Regions from separate parts of the Rattus norvegicus genome. Here region 2 is linked to region 1. A link is a contact called in public Hi-C data. All regions are on one chromosome and are shown on one strand. Each heading gives the region's core, a stretch centred on a gene start, on an enhancer-like site or on the middle of the called end of the contact. The rest is flanking DNA. Distances are from core to core; before and after follow the strand shown. Region 1 has its middle 35 kb from the start of Bcas1. Region 2 holds the start of Cyp24a1 (cytochrome P450, family 24, subfamily a, polypeptide 1).

Region 1 (7,111 bases), core at 2,797-5,296:
GTGAACAGCTAGAAACACAATGTTTCCAGAGAGTGCTGGAGACTGGACTCAGTGGTAAAAAGTGTGTAGTGCTATTCCAAAGGACCCAAATTCAGCCCCTACGTGGGACAGCTCACAACGGTCTACAACTCCAGCTCAGGGGATGTGACACCCCTGGCCTCCTCCAGCACCCACACTCAAGTATACCTAAACACACACATGCACGTGCGCGCGCGCGCGCGCGTGCGCACAAACACACACACACACACACACACACACACACACGATAAAAATAAAACAAATCTTTTAAAATATGCAAAGACATTAGAAGTACAAGATCAGTGTTATGGCTCAGCTAGTAACAGCACTAGGCACACAAGCCTGAGGTCCCAAATTCAATCGCTTGGACTCCACATAAAAAAGCTGGACGAATTGGTACAGATTTGCAATCCCAGCATCCCTAGGGTGAGGTGGGAGGCAGAGACAGGAGACTAAGCTGCAAGTGACAGAGAGACTGGCCTGGAGGGCAGCTGAGCAGAAACAATGTGAGGCCCTGCATTAGCAAGGTGGAGGCAGAACACTGACTCAGATCTGTACACATGCGCCATGGCGCCTGTAAGTCATGTCCTCTCTCTCACACATACACAGTAACAGATAACGTAAACATTTAGCAACAAAGTAGCATTAGCAATACTCAATTATGGACCTGAATTTTGTGTGTGAAACAATGTGTTACTCCTATGGCCACCTGCATGGTGCTTAGGACAGGTGTGCACCACCACACCTGGCTTCTGACAGGTGTGCACCACCACACCTGGCTTCTGACAGGTGCGCACCATCACACCTGGCTTCTGCCATGCTGGGAATGAAACCTGGGCCCTGTGCATACCAGGCGAGCATTCTGACAACAGACCTAGCCCTCCCCCAGCCAATTAATTTTAATTTAATTATTCATTTATTGTCATTAATTAATTTCAATGAATTTTCACATTCTAAACAATTCAAATTATGATAATCTTTCAACGTTTCTTCAAAATATAATGCCTCGTTCAATACAAACAAAATATATGTGCCTCATAAGTGTGACTTACTTAGGACAGTCAACATTCATGTTTGGTGAACTGGGGTAAAGCGGGGGATTATCATCTAGGGAAACCATCTTACGTTATATGAGTTGTGTGCACTCATAACTCAGTTCTCAAGTCCGCAGCTCCAGGGGAAAGACTCGGAGTCAGGCTGGGTATTATGCTCCGTGTTAAAGATGCTAAAAAAAATAATATACAAGCACAATTCAAGACTTAAAGTGAGCTAGACGTGAGAAGTGGACTGACCCTCCCTGCTGGCGCTGTATTCCCAGTACAGGGGGAGAAGGCACCACAGAGGCCTCCGCAGTCCGGAGAAGGAACAGAGCTGGGAGATTAAAGATTTGCCAAGCTGTGGGCTTTTTTCTCATCTATTTTTGGGTTCTGCTGAGCAAAAAGCCCCTGCACTTTCTGAACCTGGACTCTGAACATCCTCCCTCTAGTTTACTATAAAAAGAAAATTCTTTAATAATAATTAAAAAACAGTGCTGGCATGAGAGTTTAACATGTTCTCTGGCTCTCCCAGCCCCTGAATTCCTGGCTGAGGAAGCACAAGCTGGTGAATGACAGGAAGGGACAGAGTGGAACATTATCTCTATTCAAGGTCTGAAGCAGGGTGAAGACCGCATGCCAGGGGCTGGCTCAGTAACCACATGGCAGGGAGGGGAGAGGAGACCAGGAGGGGAGGAAGGAAGGGAAGAGAGGGAAATGTGTGCCCTGTTTTGGGACTGAGCAAGGTTCTAGAAGATTCCTCAACAGGAGTTGCTGACACAGACCTCAGAAATCCTTTGCCTGTTTCACATGATGTGTGTTACACTTCCAAATTCTTCAAATTCTCAGGCCTCAGGAGTTTCACCTTCTGTGTTAAGGTTTACCTTTTGTCTTGGAAGCCATACCTGTGTGTGTAGGTGTGAGCTGGCTTCCTGCTCACTGCCGCCTGACAAAAGCTTCCTTTAGCCACGCTCAGTTTCATATTCCCATGTCCTCCCCTGGTCCATGTCCTCCAACTCCCTTACCAAACCCTCTACACACCGGAGATGCCTGCAAATGCCAAAGGCCGTGTGTGTATGTGTGTGTATATGTATGTGTGTATGTATGTATGTGTGTGGTGTGTGTATGTGTGTACATGTGTATGTGTGTATATGTGTGTGTATGTGTGTGTATGTGTGTGGTGTGTATGTGTGGTGTGTGTGTGTATGTGTGATGTGTATGTGTGGTGTGTGTGTATGTGTGTGTATGTATGTGTGGTGTGTGTATGTGTGTGTATGTGTATGGTATGTGTGTGCATGTGTATATATGTGTGTGTATGTGTGTGTGTATGTGTGTATGTGTGGTGTGTGTGTATGTGTGTGTATGTGTGTGGTGTGTATGTGTGGTGTGTGTGTGTATGTGTGTATATGTGTGTGTTGTTTGTTTTCTGCTATGCTCCCCGTCTTATTTACCTCAGAAATGAAGAATATCGAAAACAAAAAATAAAGTTGAGAACAATCACTGCACATCTGTAGACCCTGAAACTCTCGAAGGAAGAAGCCCTCGCCCCCGCCCCACCCCCAGTCTGAGAAGACGTTACTGTATAACAGAGTGAGACAGTGCAGGAGTTCCTAAATCTTGTATTCTTGAAGAGACTATTTTAGGTTTGACTGGATTTTGGTCTTGATAGAAAATCCCATGGAAAATTACAGAAAAATACTCAGCTCTATTCTAGGAACCTGAGGTCAGATGCCTCAGGCTCTTAACTCCTGTTAAATCACTTGCTCGTGCGAAACCTCCCCTTACAGCTGTGGAGTGAGAAATCAGGCTATGATTTTTGCTTTTAAAACACACACACACACACACACACACACACACACACACACACACACACACACACAGAGCTCCCAGGGACTAAGGCCATCCCAAGAGTACACAGGGATGGACCTAGGGTTCCAGCCTCATATGTAGCAGAGGAGGGCCTTGTCGGGCATCATGGGAGGAGAGGCCCTTGGTCCTGTCAAAGTTCGATGCCCCAGTGTAGGGGAATGTCAGGGCAGAGAGGTGGGAGGGAGTGGGGGGAGCACTCTCATAGAAGCAGGGGGAGATAGCAGGTTTCTGGAGGGGAAACTGGGAAAAGGGATAACATTTGAACTGTGAATAAAAAACATCCAATAAAAGAAAAAATGTTGGGGAAAAAAACCCTTACTGTAAACACTCAGTGCTACACTTGGGTCCCAAATACCTGAGTGTAGTCCCAGCTGGCTGGAATAAGACTTTCAGGTGTCTGTAAGCCTTGTCTGAGTGGTCATCTCCTCGGGCTCGCCATAACTAGGGAAGATAAGGAGATCAGTGCTCAGCTGAGCTTTTGTGGGCTTAAGCATTTCTGCGGAGTGCTAGATTTTCTGGTCTGGACTCTCGTTTCTAAACAGGTAATCCCAACAACCGGAGAGAGTAAAGCCAGTTGGGGAGGCAGACTGCAAAGTCAAGAACTGCCTGAGCTCAAGGTCAGACTGAGCAACTTTGAGACCCATTCTTGGAGCAGAATGAAAAGCAGGGCTGAGATGCCCTTCCATAGTAGAGGGCTGCCTAGGGATGCAAAACACTACGCGGGACCTCCACTGCCAACTGATTCTGTACGGTCCCTGGCTGGCTCTGGAGATCAGCGGTAAAACCCTTGCCTTGAGCGTGAAAGGACCAGATCCAAGAGTGGGTGGGGCAGAATTTTAACTGTCATGGAGCGGGCCTGAGCCCTGCAAGCCCCCAGGTACCCCACAGTTCATCTGTCCGTGGGTCCTACGTTTCTAGTATGAAATCTGACCCACAAGTTCCCGCTTGACTCTGAAACTCCATTCACTTTTTTTTTCATTCACCCAAGATAATTAGGATCTTTAATACCTAACCTCAAACTAGGACTGAACTTTAGTCTCAGGAAGGCTGCTAAAGACGGCAACTCCCAAACAGAGCGCTGCAGGGGGTGGACCTGTCAGCTATCGCCTGCTGAACCACAGTACCTTTGGTTCATCCAGGAGTCACTGGGTTCACATATTGCAAAACCAGACCTGAGACACTGTCTTGCATCCTTCCTGGGCAAGCAAACAGCACAAACAGCTTTGAGATGCCAGGGGAGGGAGGGAGAGACACCCACCAGCTAGAACATTCTTCCAGATGACTACTGAGAATCATGGGTAACGAGGCAGTCAAGATGTTGAGAGTTATCTTTCCTTACTATTTTAATATTTTCCTAAAACATGAAGAATAGAAAAACGCAAGAAATCACAGGGTTAGTAGGTCCGTACGTTTGGTGTCTATGCTGCAGGTGTGTTTGGGGAAGCAGAGCAGGGGAAGAGCATCACTCTTGGTGGTGCGCGCGCCAACATTCTAGAGTGAGATGCATGTTCTTCTCACGGCTGATTCGTGAAGTCAGCAGGATGGGCAGGAAGTGGGAGAGATGGGGAACAACCCCAAAGCCCCACGTGGTGCCAGAAACTGCACGTCTCCTCGCCGTCTCTCAGTGGTGCGTGTGACCCACCTGAGAGACGGACCCACCTCCATGAAGTTAAACAGCTATATGTACAGGCTAGGGTTTGAACACCAAAAGGCGCTGATGCACAGGAACTACAGGGGCTGTGGCAGAGTCACCGTCTCACACCAAGGAAAGAAGCCCATAGACCCATCCACAGTCCGGGTGAGCTGTAAGAGCCTTGCCACTGCTGGCCTCTGGGGGGCTCTTTCACTTCCGGTTTCTAAATGGCGCACACATCCACTGAGGGCTAGCCCAGTCAGGAAAGAGAGGAGAGGAATTCAGAGGGATACAGACCTTCCTGAGTTAGTTAACCTGGGAAATCTGTCATCCATGAAAGATGTGTCTGCCCCTGACCACAAAAACCTCTGAAGGGATGTATTTTTACATTCTCCCATCCAACCACTCCACTCCACAAACACCGAGCGACACTTCCGGGGCCCAGGGAGACACTGGGGACTGCAACAGTCACAAATCTCTGAAACATCCCGGATACTGATCTCCCCGATTCTTTCCCGCTCCGCTGATTTCTCTACAAAGTTGTAGCAGATGTTTTAAAATCCGGATTAGGCCAGGCATGGTGGCGCGCAACTTTCAGCCCAGCACGTGGGAAGCGATACCAGCAGAGCTTTGTGAGTCTGAGGCATCGGGTGAGCATAGACACACACACACACACACACACACACACACACACACACACACACACACCCTTACATGTCTTAAAATGTAACTTATGGGCTCCTACATAAACGCTCGTGGAGTATATCTATCTCTGAGGTGTGGGGCCAGGCTAGTGCATCTCAGTGGGCTCGCCAGGGAGAAGCAGGCTTAATAACGTCTGCCCTCTGTGCACTGCACGTGTAGGCAGTGACGGTGCTCATGCACTGGTGGTGCATGTCTGAAGCCTCAGCTCTTGGGTAGAGGGAGAAAGAGCTCCAGGCCAGCCTGGGTTACATAGGGAATCCCTTTTTGGAGACACACAGGGAAATCTGTCAAGAGCCTGAATTCTCCGGTAGGCATCGTCACAACAGTAAAATGTTACATGAACTAGTGAGGCGGAATGAGTTAACTGCCACGGTTCCATCAGGGAGAATAATCGCTCTCTATCCCTCCCGGCGTCCTCCCAATGGCTGTGATATAAAGGACCCCCAAACTGTCCACCTTCCATGAGTCTTTGCCTGCTAAGTCCCGTGCGTGGCATTTCACAACATGCTGACCCTGAAGAGCCGGCAATGCTCTCCCCAAGGGGACCGCCCCGGGATGACTTACACACCTGCTGAGTCATCACCTGGGATTCGCTCCTGTTGACACTACGCTTCGAACTCGGTGCCCTGTGTCCTCCTCTGCTGAAGTCACACTTTAACTGGGAAGTCACTCCCTGACCTCTCTCAGTAGGTCAGGGACCTCTGTACACACTTCACTTCCTCTAAGCTAGAACGGGCTGCTGATTCATTGATGAGGGCTGCAGGGAGCAGATGAGTGGCAGGTGATTGGCCGCAGGAGATGCCACGGACTCCATCTCTGAGTTCTGCTCCCAGATGCTCCTTTGGCCTCTGAAATGTGGGTTCTCAAAGGCACGGGGCCACCTGGGGGCTGATGAGATACCAAATGCCACCCGGCCTGTGTGGCAACCCTCACTTCTAAACCTAGAAATGAAGTCTCAGTTCTGCGATCCGGATTCTGTGAAACCAAAACATTTTTCGAAAGGAAAGGAAGTTTAGAACTGCCCCCCAGAATGCTCCAGAAGGTACAAAAGGTCAAGAAAAACTCAGGAGGTGGGGTGCGTGCCTTTAATTCCAGCACTCAGGAGACAGAAGCAGGAGGATTCCTGCCTGTCCAAGGCCTGTCTGAGGTGCACAGATAGACCCTGTCTCAAAAGCAAGCCAAAGAAAACAAAGGTCCAGAGGCCCACAGGGTAAGAGCGCCATTAGGCAACCACAAAGACCAGAGTTCAGTAACAAGCTTGGGGTCTCACGCACACCCGGAATCTCAGGTCTGGGGGAGCAGAGACAAGAGGATTACTCAGTCCCTGTCCCAAAGGAACCAGTGGAGGATGACAGAGGGGACATCCTCTTCTGTGCCTGCTCACACATGTGCACATACACACATAAAGTATAAATTAAAGGGGACGCGCGCGCGCACACACACACACACACACACACACACACACACAAACACACACAAAGACAAAAAGCAAATCACAAAACAGGATTTTTTCTTTCTTTCTTTTGAGGTGGGATGGGTTGGGAGGTGGGGAGCACACGGGTTGAAGACGGTTTCTCTGTGTAGCCTTGGCTATCTAGGAACTCACTTTATGGACTAGGTTGGCCTTGAACTCACAGAGATCGAACTGCCCCTACCTCCCAAGTGCTGGGATTGAAGCTGTGCACCTCCACACCTGACTATAACACAGGTCATTTTACAGATAAGAAATGTTTCCAGCGTCCGGAAAAGCAGTGGTCATCCATCTGACTTATTCAGACTTTCACAGTTCAGCACTTCAGTGAGAAACAAAATACTCCAGATGTGTTTGCGGACCCTGGCTTCCCGTGAACAA
Region 2 (6,972 bases), core at 2,567-5,066, 37 kb before region 1:
AATTCACTGTAGAGTTTACTGAATCAAACTCTATGACTTCAGCTCTTTGCAAGGCCCGGGCAAGGTTGAGGGTTGCAAGGCTGAGCCCAGCCTAAGCAACTCGGTGAGACCCTGTCTCAAAATAAGTCTCTAGGGATTCCACGGGAGGGTGGTTCTCTGGTGATCACAGGGCTCTTGGTTAGCACCACAGACTCACAAACCGCACCTATTTAGTTGAGCACGGAGATCCTGACTGAAACACCCGCCTTGGGGTTGGGGATTTAGCTCAGTGGTAGAGCGCTTGCCTAGCAAGTGCAAGGCTCTGGGTTCGGTCCCCAGCTCTGGAAAAAAAAGAAAAGAAAAGAAAAGAAAAAAAGGAAAGAAAAGAAAAACACCTGCCTTCTGGGTAGCTTCATTGCTCATGCGTGCAATGCATGAGCGCTGCAAGGTAAGTTCTCTCGCATCTCACTCTGCTACAGACGTTCTGCGGCGTCCTCCCAGGAGCCTGTGTTGGTACTCTCCCCATTTCCGTGATGTGTTGAGTGTGGCTGTGAGGTTGGTTCCACCACCTTCTGCTCAAGAAATGAAAAGTCAGCCCTCCGATTTCCCACAATCGAAAAGCGGCTCTCACCCTAGGTCAGCCAAGGTTTGAGGCTCAAAATTATATTAGCAGTCCATATATTTGAAAGGGCTTTGTGTTTCCCAGTACAGAAGATCAAAATCAAGCACTTGCCCTCCAACAGGTTCCATTCTACACACACACACACACACACACAGAGAGAGAGAGAGAGAGAGAGAGAAAGAGAGAGAGAGAGAGAGAGAGAGAGAGAGAGAGAGAGAGAGAGAGAGAGAGTCGTGTGTGGTTGCATAGTAGAAAGGCTAGGGTCTAATTAATCTTTGCAGGAGTTGGGTAGGATTTCCCAGAACAGCAGAGGTGGCCTGGGCTGGTCTTGGGAGTGGGATTGGCACTTAGGAGCCATGTCCAGACCTTTCATTAGGAATTCCTAAAGCTTCCTTGGATGCTCACAGAGGCTATGGAAGGAGGGGGGCACCAGGCCAAGGCAAGAAGGTTACGTTCCAAGTATGCTCAACATAGTCATTTTGGTGTTCTGAACTCTTCTAGGACTGATGAATGTTCTACCCAATGGACTTCCAATAAACTTCATGATGAGACTTGGGACTCTCTCCAGTGAACGCAAGACATGGACTTAGATGAAATGGGAGTTTTCTTATTTACTTCTATGTATACCTTAGCTAATAACATCCGTACTTCTGATTATCCATTTGTCATACACGATGAGATCTAGTGCTAGCATTCCGTGTGGCACATGAGTTTAATCCCAGCACTCAGGAGGCAGAGGCAGGCAGGTCTTTGAGAGTTCAAGACCAACCTGGCCAACATAGCAAGTTCCAGGACAGCCAGGGCTACATGGTGAGACCCTGTCTCAAAAACAAAGCAAACAAAAAAACGTTTAACGCTAAACTCCCAGGAAAATCCACTTCATCTGAAACCTGCCTCCTTCTTGATCACACAAAACAAAAAAGAAAAAGGAAAAGAAGTAGTAACCCCATGGCTGAAGTAACAAGACGGTTGTCACACACCAGGCTTCACAGCATGCAGGCACAAGTGAGAAGAGATGAGGACATAAATCCTCCCTCTAGGGGGCGCAGTTTTCCCACCACCCTCAGCAGCACCACACCACCCCACCCGCTGATCCCACCCTCCTCTGGGCACATCGTCATGGAAGGAATATTTCTAGTATTCTTACATCTTCATGTTTAAGAAAAAGCGATATGACGGACCAGGCGATGTTAGACGTGACATAAACCGTCATCCAGCACTCTAGAGGTGGAAACAGGGAGGATGAGGGGTTTGAGCTAGCCTGGTCTATGGGGCTCTCTCCGTCTCAAGAGAGCGATAGTCTATGGATGTCTATGCTAAAGAGTCAGGCTGGGTCAGAAACTGGGGGGTGGGGGGGTTGCAAATGCCATTGGGACCACTAATGTTTGCGACAATGGACTAAGCGTTTAATTCCTTAAGTATGTGTGTGGCGCGGGGTGGGGGGGTCTTTCACATGTTTTTGACGTTGAGCTGAGGTGAAATTTGCCCCGCCCTGCCCCCACGCATATACAACAGAGAGCTGCTTTGTCTGGCTTCAGTGGGAGAGGATGTGCCTGATCCTACAGAGACTTAATACACCAGGGTGAGGGGATATGGCGGGGGGGGGGGGGGGGGCACCCTCTCAGAAGGGAAGGGGAAATGGTAGGAGGAACCCTGTGAGGGCACGCGGGGAGGCGGCAGCACTCGGGATGTAAACACATAAATAAATTATTAATAAATAAGAAGCATTGGCGTGAAATTCCTGGTTTATCACAGGCTCTCAGAAGCATAGCATGTGGTACCCTCATGCAGCTATAAGGCCTACACTGTATTACATAGAGAATAAAATGTATGCTCCACAGACACACAAAAGACTGTGTAAGCTTACAGTGTGTGTGCCGTACACACTGCAGTGCATATTGTAAAAGATCTGATGGATTTCAGCTAAATATTATTGCTTATGTGCAGCTCTTGTATTTTTTGTTTTTTGTTTTTTTTAATTAGCGCCGACCTCTTAGGGGATATTTGAAGTGACAGCGTTGGAGCACAATCACAAATCGGATTGCAGAAGCTTCTCCAGAAGCTGACAGATGTTTACGGAAGACTTTGCTATTGCTTGGGTCACGGTAACCTCAGGTCAGGTGACTGGAAAGCAGGGGAGGAAGACTCTGCCTCCTGCCAAGGTGCTGGTGGCTTTGCATTGGAAAAGCGGGAAACAATATGAATCACTTTGAGTCAGCCGAGACCAATTTCCTTTCCAGAATTGGGAAAGCGAGCTCTGTTCTATCCGGCCGCAAAAGCAGGAGTGCGACTGTGGATAACCCTGCCTGCTTTAGGTGGGCTTTAGGGAGAAAGTGGGGCGCTTGGGAAGCTGTGCGTGCCTCTGCTCTGTGCAGGGTGGGCGGTGCGCAAGAAGGAAAGGCCCGAGGGACCTGTGGGAAACAGTCTAAAGGAAACTGAGCTATGCCCTGTAGGCATTGCACAGTCTCCTGAAGAACTAAGGCCACTAGTATCCTTTATTGAGGACACACACCTGTGTAGACCTTACATGCGTTCATTTATTCGATTCCCTAACAAGTCAACCCGAAGCATCGAGGAATCTGGTAAGGAAATTCTGCAAACCGCATTGGGCTTTCTTGCCTAATTTAAGACCCAAGGTAAGAAGATTATTTCCTCTCCCCCTCCCCTCTTTTTGGTATAGCCTAGTAAGTTTCAAGTCCTCTCTTCCTTCAGAAGCTCAAAAAGGCAACTTTCATCCAAGGGAAGTCTGGCTCAGGCTGCGAAAACCTGTCTCCCAGGATATTGGAAGGCGGACACTCTCCACTTGCTTGGCAAGCGCGGGCGGCCTTCCGCGCTGTCCTCAGGGACCTTGCCCGCCCTGCATGGCGATTGTGCAAGCGCAGCTTTGGGCTCCTGCAAGGCCAGCTGCAGCCTGCAGGAGGAGGGCGAGGAGGCGTGCTCGCAGCGCACCCGCTGAACCCTGGGCTCGACCCGCCTTTCTCAGGTTATCTCCGGGGTGGAGTCCACCGGTGCGTCTGCCGGGCCAGCAGCGTGTCGGTCACCGAGGCCCCGGCGCCCTCACTCACCTCGCTGACTCCATCCTCTTCCCACACCCGCCCCCCGCGTCCCTCCCAGCCGGTCCCCCTCCGCCCTGCTCAGCGTGCTCATTGGCCACTCCAGCATGCCCTGCTTCCATAAATACGAGGTCCCTATGCCTGGAATCTTGGGGAGGTACAACGAGGTACATCAAACCTGGCGGCATCCCTTCGACCCTCCTTGATTCCCCCGTGGCTTTAGGCCTTAGAAGTCTAATTTGCAGACTCTCCCCATAGCTGCCAACCCCGGCCTCTCTTCCCCAGCCCCTGTGGCCAGCTCAGGGCAGAAACCAGCGCCCTAAGCACCTTGCAGCATCCCGGGCATCTGCTTCTTCGAAGTCCCTCCTGTTGTACCCCATTTCGCCACACCCGGGGGTTCTGATTGCCTTTCTTCCCCAAACCGCCAAAACTTCAGAACCCAGCAACTCTTCCTAAACACCTTACCCGTTCCAGCCCCTGCTGAGTCCCACGGGTCGCCTGCTACTATGAGCTGCCCCATTGACAAACGGCGCACCCTGATCGCTTTTCTGCGCCGACTGCGCGACCTGGGACAGCCCCCAAGGTCGGTGACATCCAAGGCGAGCGCTTCCCGCGCTCCAAAAGAGGTGCCCCTCTGCCCGCTGATGACAGACGGTGAGACTCGAAACGTCACCTCCTTGCCTGGGCCCACCAACTGGCCACTGCTAGGGAGTCTACTGGAGATTTTTTGGAAAGGTGGCCTGAAGAAACAGCACGACACGCTGGTAAATAGTTTGTTTCCTATTCCCGTATTGTCCCCTGTTCCCTATTCCTTCCCATCGGGGCGGCAGGGCGAGCTTAGGTGATCCGTCAGCAGCGCAAGGCAGAGCGCCCTGGGCACCAGAGGATGCGCGCTGATGGCATTTGGCCCGCCCCGCTGCAGGCAGAGTACCACAAGAAGTATGGCCAGATTTTCCGGATGAAGCTGGGCTCCTTCGACTCCGTGCATCTGGGCTCGCCGAGCCTGCTGGAAGCTCTGTACCGCACAGAGAGCGCGCATCCCCAGCGACTGGAGATCAAACCTTGGAAAGCCTATCGCGACCACAGGAACGAAGCCTACGGGTTGATGATCCTGTGAGTCCCTTCTGCTGGGTGGAGGCGGTGGGGGGCTGGGCGTGCGGGACAATAGGAGAGGGGAGTGGTTAGAGTTCCTAGGAGTTTTCTTATGCAGAACGAACACAAAACCCCTGCTCTACCTAGAGCCTGCACAATCCTGAAATTGTGCTGTAGAGAGTGGGTTCCTCTCACAAGCCATCCAGTGAAGGGATTGCACGCATGCCCGCCTCCCCCAACAGGACACATCAAAAGCACCAAGCCCCTTTTATTTGGGCTTCACCTTCTGGGTGCCATCCTGGGCAAGATTTAACCCTAACGTCAAACCAAATATCTTAACGTTGTTTGACAACTTCATACGCGTTTATAATGTATTTCCGGTCGCTTTCATCACCCCATGCCCTCTCTGATTCCCCCTCCCACTCCCACTGAGATTCTCCCTCATCCCAATAACTCTCCTATTATCATGTCGTTTTTATTTGTGTTTCTGACTCTCTGAAGTTGCTGTCATGACCTCGGGTGGGGGCTATTTAGAGCACAGGCAACTTGGGAGCCTACACTACTGGTGAAAATTGACTACCCCTTCCATTAACCGCCATAAGCCATCAATCAGCTCACAGAGAGACACTGTGAGCCTCTCTCCGGTCAGTGATGGCTGAGATCCGTGAGAATTCGTTGAGAGCTAAGATTCCTGAGACCTTTCTAGGCGATCTTCGGGGTTCGTTTTTTTGCGCAGCTTCTTTTGCGAGGCTCTAAGCACAGCCCTTCTCTGCAGGGAAGGACAGGAGTGGCAAAGGGTCCGCAGCGCCTTCCAGAAGAAACTCATGAAGCCCGTGGAGATCATGAAGCTGGACAAGAAAATCAATGAGGTTTGCGCACTGGGGCCAGCTTTTCTGGGGCTCTCTGCGACGGAGAGCTGTTAACGGGGCGGGGGGTGGGACTTTAGGTCACAGCTCTAAAGTACAAAGGGAGAAGAATTGTGGATCGTGGGGGTTTCAAGCGGTTGCTGTGTCTCTCCGTCCGTCATTCCTTCCTTTTCTCCCAAACTCATCTGCTCCAAACCCTTCTAAAGTTCCCCCGGAGGGAACAGTTACAGGTTGCACTGGCGGTTCCATAGCCTCGCACCAGCTACCAGTGAGATCCAGCGGTGTTATTTACCTTTTCCAAGACGGTCTCCCAGGCTTTAGACCCCTTAGTCTACAATACTAATGAGATGATGCTTCTAAAGGACCTGGGCGGCAATATTTGAGGGGGAGGGGGCTTGGGGGGTTGCAGTCGGGATAGGAGAACAGAGGCAAAGAATCTGGGTGGGAGGGGTGGGAGGAGGAGCCGAGGGAGGGGCGGTTCCTGTAGAGAACGGTCTTCTGAAAACGGAGAGAAACGAAACGTCAGGATGCATCCAGAGATTTTGGATTCCATACTAATGAATGAATCTGAAAAGATTCCGGACAATGGGCAGACCTTACCCTTAAGAATGACTTTATGGGCTTGGGGATTTAGCTCAGTGGTAGAGCGCTTGCAAGGCCCTGGGTTCAGTCCTCAGCTGGGGGGCGGAGACAAAAAGATTGACTTTATACTTCGCCAAAGGACTTTAACAATGTCATTCCCACAACAGGGGACAGGATTAAGCCTTACAGTAATCTCTTTATATTGTTGTTCACATTGGACTTTATTTTGAATCGACTTGGACCCAGATGGGCTCCTACAGGATATAGAAACCCGGGCGATTAATATAACAGTAATGCAAGCCCCAGGTAGAGCGTTTAGCAAGCAGCATAGTTAGACAAGCAGGGGACAGCCGCTCCAGAGCAGCTAGCATGCTCTGTCATGCTGGGCACACACTCAGGGTCACCTTTCAGTAGCAATGGGGTTAATGTTAATAATCCACACTGTATCTGAAATCGCTAGCTTTTACTTTTTCTTTGAGACATGATCTTTCCGTGTAACTACAGTTCACTATGTAGACCAGGCTTCCTTCAAACTCATAGAAATCCACCTGCCTGCCTCCCTAGTGCTTGGGTTAAAGGGGAAACCCCGTGCTGATTTCTTTCATTCCTTTTTTTGTCTCTTCCTCCCTCCCGTGCCCCCGCTTTTCTAGTAAGGTAACAGAGTCAAAGTACGTTTAACCCGCATTACATATGCAAGCCAAACATGCTCTCCTCCATCAACTGCTGGCTCCAAGGCTGCTCATCCCTGGTCTCGGGTGTAGCTGGGCAGAGCCTTCAT

The links. Hi-C and Micro-C count contacts between places; a contact is called where the count stands out from the background.
Region 2: a contact with region 1 is called in a Hi-C map of kidney, with 3 times the contacts expected there. The contact joins the promoter of Cyp24a1 here to the enhancer-like site in region 1. A contact is called at or near these places in 11 of 12 Hi-C or Micro-C datasets (the A7r5 cell line, Schwann cells, frontal cortex and 6 more).

The regions. Positions count from the first base shown.
Region 1 is chr3:179,669,381-179,676,491 of GRCr8, reverse strand. No RefSeq gene overlaps it. Among named protein-coding and RNA genes, the nearest start is that of Bcas1, 35 kb to the right of the region's middle. Within about 2 kb of position 4,046, at least 1 of the 93 cell types and tissues checked has an H3K27ac peak or open chromatin away from gene starts, as enhancers often do. A contact at or near this core is called in kidney, where this site is marked.
Region 2 is chr3:179,705,927-179,712,898 of GRCr8, reverse strand. It overlaps Cyp24a1 (cytochrome P450, family 24, subfamily a, polypeptide 1), which reads left to right and starts at 3,816. Exons shown (of 12, transcript NM_201635.3): 1 at 3,816-4,418; 2 at 4,577-4,767; 3 at 5,522-5,615. The coding sequence starts at 4,161.